Regions from separate parts of the Muntiacus reevesi genome. Here region 1 is linked to region 2. The links are chromatin contacts, called in public Hi-C maps. All regions are on one chromosome and are shown on one strand. Each heading gives the region's core, a stretch centred on a gene start, on an enhancer-like site or on the middle of the called end of the contact. The rest is flanking DNA. Distances are from core to core; before and after follow the strand shown. Region 1 holds the start of TP53INP2 (tumor protein p53 inducible nuclear protein 2). Region 2 holds the start of DYNLRB1 (dynein light chain roadblock-type 1).

What was found. Hi-C and Micro-C count contacts between places; a contact is called where the count stands out from the background.
Region 1: a contact with region 2 is called in a Hi-C map of muscle, with 3 times the contacts expected there. The contact joins the promoter of TP53INP2 here to the promoter of DYNLRB1 in region 2. A contact is called at or near these places in 2 of 3 Hi-C or Micro-C datasets (blood and muscle).

Annotation. Positions count from the first base shown.
Region 1 is chr2:62,373,973-62,378,531 of mMunRee1.1, reverse strand. TP53INP2 (tumor protein p53 inducible nuclear protein 2) reads right to left here and starts at 2,727. Exons shown (of 4, transcript XM_065921865.1): 1 at 2,525-2,727.
Region 2 is chr2:62,223,710-62,227,788 of mMunRee1.1, reverse strand. DYNLRB1 (dynein light chain roadblock-type 1) reads right to left here and starts at 2,073. Exons shown (of 4, transcript XM_065921852.1): 1 at 1,993-2,073. The coding sequence starts at 1,995.

The DNA of each region.
Region 1 (4,559 bases), core at 1,478-3,977, 150 kb before region 2:
TCCAGAAGGAAGTGGTGCCTGGGTGTTGGCCTCTCTGGTGGTAGATTTTCAGGGATTATGAAAGGTTGGGTCAGCCTTAATCAGTGCCCGCCCAGCACAAGCCACATATCCCAGCCCATTTGTAGCCACAGGGAGTTAGTGACTCAGTTACCAAAAATTCAGAGAGTTTGACCCCTCCTGAAGGAAGCAAAAGACTGGGGCCTTGATGAGGCACACCCTCTTTCCAAGGACCTACTGCTTCATCAAGAAAATGAAAAGAAAGTGAACAGGTGTTTCATAAACCATGATATTCACACAGCCCATTTTATAAGCTGAGGATCAGAGGACATAAATCCGTCCAAAGACACACAGCTAGATGGCGGCAGAACAGGCCTAGCACCAGGTCACTGAGCCTTGGGTCTGAAGTGTACATAGTCAGGAACCCCTCAGTAAACAATCCCCCAAAATATAACGATGCAGGGGAGACGGGGGAAGTCAGACAGGAGTCAGATTTTGATCAAGTCACTGCCCCTCTCAGGGGGCCCTCTGTCCAGCTATAAAAGGGTCTGAGGTTCCTGGCACCGAGATTCATCCTGCATTTACCAAAGCACCCACTGTGTACCAGAGTCTGCTCCAGGTCTCTTCAAGTTACAAACGGAAGGCTTAGGGTTGGGAAAGCTCCCTGCCTGAGGTCACACAGCAAGTCAGTGACAGAGCCAGAAGCGACAGCCTCACCAGCCAGCCAGTGCCCGCCCCCTCTCATGACCACAGAGGGAGGCTCCCAGAATTTTTCTTTCCCAGCCCTGCCAACTTCCTGGTTCTCACATTTCCAGTTCTGCTTCTGGGAGAACCATTCCCTTTAATAACTGCAACAGCTGTGCCCGGAATAACACTTGAGCCCCACGCCTCATCCCCAGCCCATCCGTGAGCAGAGTCTAGGCTGAGATAGGACTCTTGGTCCAACCCATAGGCCCATCTACTTGGAAAGTCAGAGGATCCCCTTCTCCTGCTCAGTCTCTGGTGCTTCTCTGTGAGCAGAGAGGGGAGCACATGCTTTGTAATCACCAGCACTAGTCCAGGTCAATCCTTTCTAGCTGACAGCTCTGGGGGTACAAGGTGAAAGTGATAGTTGCTGAGTTGTGTCCAACTCTTTGTGACCCCATGGACTAGCCTCCCAGGCTCCTCTGTCCATGGAAATCTCCAGACAAGAATACTGGAGTGGGTTGTCATTTCCTTCTCCAGGGGATCTTCCTGACCCCAGGGATTGAACTCTGGTCTCCTGCATTGCAGACAGACTCTTTACCATCTGAGCCACCAGGGTGGGAGGTGAAGGACAGACAAATAGAGGGAACTCTCATCTCCACCCCATCCCAACATTGGCCCGGGAGACACCCTGATGCAGTCATTGACTCACGTTTCTGTGACCAAAGCAGCTGGGAGGCAGTGATTTTACTGGGCTCCAGAACTCTGAGGTACAGAATGAGGGTGGGGGCCTCAAAAAGGGACCCAGTCTCCAGAGACCTCCTGGAAAAAGATCCAGGAGTGAGGAAATCTGGGAGCAGTATCAAATTTGGATGGGGCTTAGTCCAAGTAGTTGGATGGCATTACCGACTCAATGGACATGAGTTTGAGTTGGTGATGGACAGGGAGGCCTGTGTGCTGCAGTCCATGGGGTTGCAAAGAGTCCCACACGACTGAACGACTGAACTGAACTAACCCAAGTGGAGTCTTAGGTGCAAGGAGGATGAGTAACTTGTTACTTGTAATAAGCTTCTACTAGGTATGTGCCAGTGGCTAATGGATCCGCCACTCACTAGGAAGGCATGACTGTAACTGGCTGCACGACCTCGAGTAAGCCACCTCCCCTCTCAGGGACTCGGTTTCTCCTTTCATGAAATGGGCTCTAAGACCCCTCGTTCGGGGGCTGGGAACGACGTCAGCTAAGGCGCTGCACACATGTCAGGGATTAAGGGAATGTTATGATGTTAGCCCCAGGGGCGCAGAGCCTGGAGCCAGAGGGAGGAGATTGCACCACCACCTGGCGCTGCCCCAGCGATCTACAGTTCAAGCTTCAGGGGCTCCAGAACTTCTGACAACCCCCTCCCCCTATCTAGACCCAGCTGTGCCTTCGGAACCTCTCTCAAGTCTCTTCGAACCACTCTCAGGTCTAAGGAGAAAGTAGAAGATCAGAGGTTTGACCTCAGCTCCTGGGTTAGCCCAGGAAACAGGAGGGCCCTCTGGTCCCGCTGCCTTCAGCGTCCCTCACTCATGGGCCCAGTTCCGACCCAGCGCCCAACGGGTCACCGGAGGACAAGCGACCGGAGTCGGGAGGGGGTGGGGGGGCGGTGCCGGCCTTGGTGACGTCTCAATGTCATATGCAAATAGGGAGACGTCACCGTCTACCGGGCGGGGGGCAGCCAATCCGGAGCCCAGAATGCAGCCCCGGCAGCCGCTGGCGGAGACTGACAAAGACCCGGGAACTGGGGGCGCGGGGCGTGTCCCGAGGCTCCAGGAGCCCCCCTGGCCAAAGCCGGTCGGAACTCACCTGGAGACTGGGGGCGGTGCGGCGGAACCAGGTAGCGCTGAGGTAGTTGTGAGGTGGAGCGTCCCGGGGTCGGCGGCGGATCACAGGCCCGGCAGCATCGCGGGGGCTGGGTTGGGAGCGCGTCGCGCACTCAGACTGACTGCGCTCGCCCGCGAAGCTTTGAGTCTACAGCCGCCGCCGCTGGACTCACGGCACAAATTGGAACGTTCAAACAGCTGATTGTGACGTCACAAAGGGGCCCGCCCGCCTCGCGTCACCGGCCGGCCAAGCGGCGGCCAATCCCAGACTGCGGATTCCCTCTCCCCGCCTCCTCCGCGGTTAGCCGGCTAGTGGCTCCCTCGCGGGGATCCCAGACTCCCAGGCTAGGGAAGAGGAGGCCTGGAGAAACAACTGCTGGAAGCTTGGACCGCCCTGCCTCTGGGCGACCCACGGACCTCTCTAAGAGGGGGATTCCCACTAGTTCCTACGAGATCCCCATCTTGCTGCACTCCCTCCGCATCTGTCAGCGCCCTCACCTTTCCCGCCGCCTCTCCTGTCCTTTCACCTGCATCTTATATTCAAGTCCCTCAGTCTGTACACTTTTCTCAACTCCACACCACGCTCGTGCACTCCAGCCTCCCCACCACCCGGCTCTCGGCTCTGCCTTTTCTATCTCTCTTTCTTGCCGTACACGCTCGCTGCTTTCCCACTCCTTTTTTTCCTCGGCTGGGCAAGCTTAACAGTTGGGGGATAACCCTCTTCCCTGGTTCCAGGGGATCGCAGGAAGTATAGAAGAGTTGGTTAGGCTGACAGGGAAATATTGCTGGTAGAACTTGGAGAGGAATTGCTTTGGGCTAAATAAACTTTGACCTAGAGAGTAATCTACACTGGAACGTTTACGCATCTTGTGCGTGTGTGTGCTCAGTCCTGTCTGACTCTTTGTGACCCCATGGGCTGTGGCCTGTCAGGCTCCTCTGTCCATGGGATTTCCCAGGCAAGAATACTGGAGTGGGTTACCATTTCCTTCTTCAGGGGATCTTCCTGATGGAACTTGACTCTCCTGCATTGGCAGGCTCATTCTTTACCACTGGCTACTTGGGAAGCCCTTACACACCTTATTTAATCCATATTGCTACTGGGGCTGGACAGAAAAGTGAGAGACAGGGATTGATTGATTATTAACCCTGATGTACACACAGGGAAACTGAGATAGATCTCATGGCAACCCACTCAAGTGTTTTCTTGCCTGGAGAATTCCATGGACAGAGGAGCCTAGCAAGCTATAGTCGGTGGGGTTGCAGAGAGTGGGACCCAGCTGGGTGACTAAACAACACCACCACCACACAGGGAAGCAGATCTCATGGTTAGTATATAGATTCATATTCAGTAACGCATTCAACAACAACTATTGCCACTGCCAGACCATTAGCTGACATTTTTGAGCACTTACTGAGTGCCAGGCATTGTGCCATACTGCTATATATGTGTTTTTATTCTTCACAACAACCGAAAAGGTATGTGTTATCCCCATTTTCCAGTTGAGGAATCAGAGTCACACAGTTATAGTAAATGGCAAAGCCAGAATTTGAACACATAGTTCCTGGCTCCAACACTCTCCACTCTCTACAAGCACCAGATAATCAAAGCCCGAGGGTGCTTCAGCCTCCCCCAGGAGACCTGGGCTTCGTCCTTTCCCCAAACTTGCTGTGTGACCTCAAGCAAGTCATGTCATCTCTCTGGGCCTCAATTTTCATATCTGTCGAAATATCCAAGTTACCTTTTAGAGATTCTTTCAAAGTCATCACCCTCAGGATTCTTCCAGTCCCATATTCTAGGCCCCCAGCATTCCCAGTGACCTGAGAAGTGGCTGGAAAGACCACAGTACACATCCTCAGCACCTCCAGAGGTTGTGCATCCTCTCTCAGTAGAGCAGGGCTGGTGGGGATGAATCTGGGCACTGCCCATCTGTCTCACCAGGAGGGGGGTTGTGGGGGAAGGGAACTAGGCCAGAGCTTCTGCTCTGCTGATAAAATCCTGTCCCGGCCTAATCTGAAAC
Region 2 (4,079 bases), core at 824-3,323:
ACTAAACAAATCTGGAAGAAGATGTATCCAATTGTCAACAGTGATCAGCAGAGGGGAGTGAGATAGGGACTACACACACTTTTCTAAGTTACGGTAATGCTTAAATTTGTTAAAACATGCATCTAAAGTATGTTTTGCTTTTATGAATATAAATACACAATAGCATGGTATAGGTTGCAGGAAGCTCTGATTCCTGTAAGAAAAAGGGGTCTCATATATATATATGAAAAGCTATGACAAACCTAGACAAAGTTATGATATAGCTAGAAAACCTAGACATTGCTAGAAAAGCTGACAAACCTAGACAGCATATTAAAAAGCAGAGACATTACTTTGCCAACAAAGGTCCATCTGGTCAAAGCTATGGTTTTTCCAGTAGTCATGTATGGATGTGAGAGTTGGACTATAAAGAAAGCTGAGCGCTGAAAAATTGATGCTTTTGAACTGTGGTGCTGGAGAAGACTCTTGAGAGTCCCTTGGACTGCAAGGAGATCAAACCAGTCAATCCTGAAGGAAATCAGTCCTGAATATTCATTGGGAGGACTGATACTGAAGCTGAAACTCCAATACTTTGGCCACCTAATGCAAAGAACTGACTCACTGGAAAAGACCCTGATGCCGGGAAAGATTGAAGGCAGGAGAACAGGATGACAGAGGATGAGATGGTTGGATAGCATCACCGACTCAATGGACATGAGTGTGAGCAAGCTCCAGGAGTTGGTGATGGACAGGGAAGCCTGGTGTGCTACAGTCCATGGGGTCACAAAGAGTTGGACACGACTGAGCAACTAAACTGATATATACATATAGATATAATAAAAGAAACTAACAATGTTTGTTTCTGAAGGAGAATGAGGTTGGGGGTCACAGTTGGGTGGGAGATCTATTTTTCACTTAGATCTTTTCAGTTTTTCTTTTTAACTGTGTATAAGATTTGTCTGTTAAAAGTTAATTTTTCTTTTACAGTTTAAAAAGTGATGTGAAAGATGAAGTTACTTCCTCTATACTATAAACTAGCTAACCATATAAAGTACATTGCTAAACTATGTAGAGGAAAAACTGAAGAGAAAAAGACTAATAGGAGTAATATACCTAATCATAAGTCGTTACCTAACTCCAGATCATGGCATTGTTTCTTCTTCCTTTTCCATTTTTCTTATAGTCTTTAAATACTTACATAAGATTTTTAAAAACTATTCAAAGGCTTTAAACGTGGGAACGGTTTTAAACCTGATTTAACCTTGAAAAGGTCTTTTCAAGTTATTTTAAAGTTGGGAGGATTAAAAAAACAAGAAAACAAACCTGTAAAGTCGTAAAGAACCCACAGTTCCAGCCAGCAGGGCAGGAACCCCAAGGGTGGATCCCACTCGTTTCTGACGAGTCCCAGCGGCTCGAAAGAATGACGGGGACACAAAGACAGCAATCAAGCTTCTAGGGTTCAAATCCACCTCTGCCATTTCCTGGGGGCAAGACACTTAGCTTCACTGGGTTTTAGATTCCAAGTATGTAAAACGGGGATAATGGGTGTACCTACTTATCTACGTAGGTACACCTACATAGTTGTGGGGTGTACCTACATGTAGATATGTAGGCATGGGGAGGCGTTTAGCAGAGCCAGATACGAATTAAGCTTCCTGTAAATGTAATCATTATAGTTATAGTCGCGCAACAAGGTCCAGGATGCTAGGATGCAAGGGTTTGTGGGCAGGCCTCCCCACCTCCGTCCACCCCTAGCCGAGGCCTAAACAACTGTTTCCGGTCAAGGGACTGCCGGATCCGGTGGCCCCGCCTCAGTCCCCTCTGAGTCTGGAGGCCCGCGCCGCCCCAGTTCCGCCCTCCAGACAGCTCGGGCCCGACCCCGCCCAGCCCCGCGGATGCCCAGCCAGGCGCTCAGAGCTGTCCCCGGAGGATAGAAAGCCAGGCTCATGGTGGTGGAAAGTCGTGCTCGGCCACCTCCCGGCCGCCTGCCACAAGCTCCCGGCGGACACTCACCATCTCGGACCGATCCGGTAGCTCCGCGTCGCCGGCCCTCAGCCCAGTCTCGCAGCCTTTCTGCGCCTGCGCACAACTCCCTGCCAAGGCGGACAGCCTCGATGGCCTATCAGAAACCAGCGTAGGACGGCGGGGCGGGCGGGTAGGCGGATCTTAGTCAGCTCCCTCAGGGCTCGAGGGGAATTTGCCTTGTGCAGTCAGAAAGTGAACGGCAAGGGAGCAAAGGAGCACTTCAGCTATGGAAAATTCCTAACTCCCACTGTGCCGAAAAGATGCTGGTTCGCGTTGTTGGAAGAGGCTTTCAACCCTCAACCGAAGTCTTAAGCTGGCTCTGAGTGGAGGGTGATGAGCGATTCTGAAGGCGAGGACTGGGGGTGCTGAGGCCTTTGCTCTCAGGTTGAGGCAAAAACAAGGCGCGAAGCCCAAATGCTCTAAAAACGCGAGAAAACCTGGAGTTCGGGCTGGAGTCAAGCGTCCTTGGGGGTCTCCAGAGCGACTCACTTGGGAATATTCCATGCAGGCTCTGAGAAGTGGTCAAGGCTAGTCTGGCAGTCTGCATACTTTGAATCCCTGTGTTCCCTTGGAGAAGCCACTTCACATTTCTGTGCTCCCTCACCTTCTCTTAGACCCCTGTGTTGTTCCGTCTTCCACAAAACTGTGTTCTCTAGCAGGAAATGATTTACTAATTAGTGAGCCTCGTGCCAACAGCCTGGGCTGACACCCTCCCTTACTCCAGTAGACTCAATTTAGTTTCTTCTAGTCACTGGAGTTTGCTGGATTTCAACACAGATGATCTAGTTCCCAAATTTCTTTCCACCATAGCCTGTTGGGGAGGACTTGGTTCTCTTTCCATGGGCGTCCGCAGGTTAACAGGGCTGAATAGTGACTTTACAATGAGTAAACCTGGCAAACACCATGTTAACCAGAGGGTCCAGGTTAACATAGCTGGAAACAGGACATATTTATACATGCCCTTTGATACCATGCACCAAGGGCACGCCACCTCCAGTTTTGTTTTTTTCCACAAAAATCCATGGCCTTAACTATGAGAAAACATTAAACTTGAGGGGCATTCTACAATGTGTCCAGGAAACACTCTTCAAAAAATATCAAAGTCATGAAACACTAGGAACGAATGAGGAACTGTCACAGATTGGTCGAGACTGAGAAAATCACTGGTGAAAAAACTGGTGACAGCTGTATAAAGGTTTTAAAAGTTTAATATAAAAGTTGAGTGTTATTTTATTGATGGTCAAGTTTTTATAATTGTACCAAGTTATATGGGATGTTAACATTGGGGAAAGCCTGGGTGAAGAGTTGTGCAGGAATTCTCTGTACTGTTTTTGCAACAGTTCTGTAAATCTAAAATCATTTTAAGTAAAGTTTTTTTAAAAAGGATTGTACACAAATGATTATTGAATGCAGGAAACATTTGAAAAGTGTTTAGCAAGGGGAAGGATAGGGTGACTGGACCCCAAGATAAGCACAGGAGTATCATGACCATCTTACATATGGTAAACCAGACTGAGGGGGGGTGAATGAATTGAACAAGATCATAATCATAAAAGCAAAAAAAAAAAAAAAAAAAAAAGAGTATGGCCTATAGTTCATGTGACTGGCTGGAGCCACAGTAAGAATTAAGGAGGCGTTGGAAGGAGTTGGAAGAAGTTAAGGCTTTGAGTGATAGGATTTTGAGTTTTGGAATTAATATTCTGTGGAATGGAAGAACCACTGTGGAGAATTATTTGAGACTAAAGTCTTCCACAGATCATTCTGAGGCAGCACAAACAGAACGGAGAGAATGAAAAGTAATGACAAGTTGCTACAGTCAGTGAGGGTAGGGGTGAAGGATGTGGGCTGTGGCAATGGGGGCAGCTCTGAAAGAAATGATTCTCAAGTTTTGGAGGTGGACTTAACAGGATTTGAAGACCAATTAGATGGAACAGCTGAACTAGTTATGGAAGACTCCCAGAGTTGCTGTTAAGTAGAAGTACAGCAAAATGTTTAAGCACACAGTCTTTGGTGTCAGACAGTCCTGGATTCCAATTTGTACTCTTGCCGTGTAACAGCTAAGGACACTTGTAGTT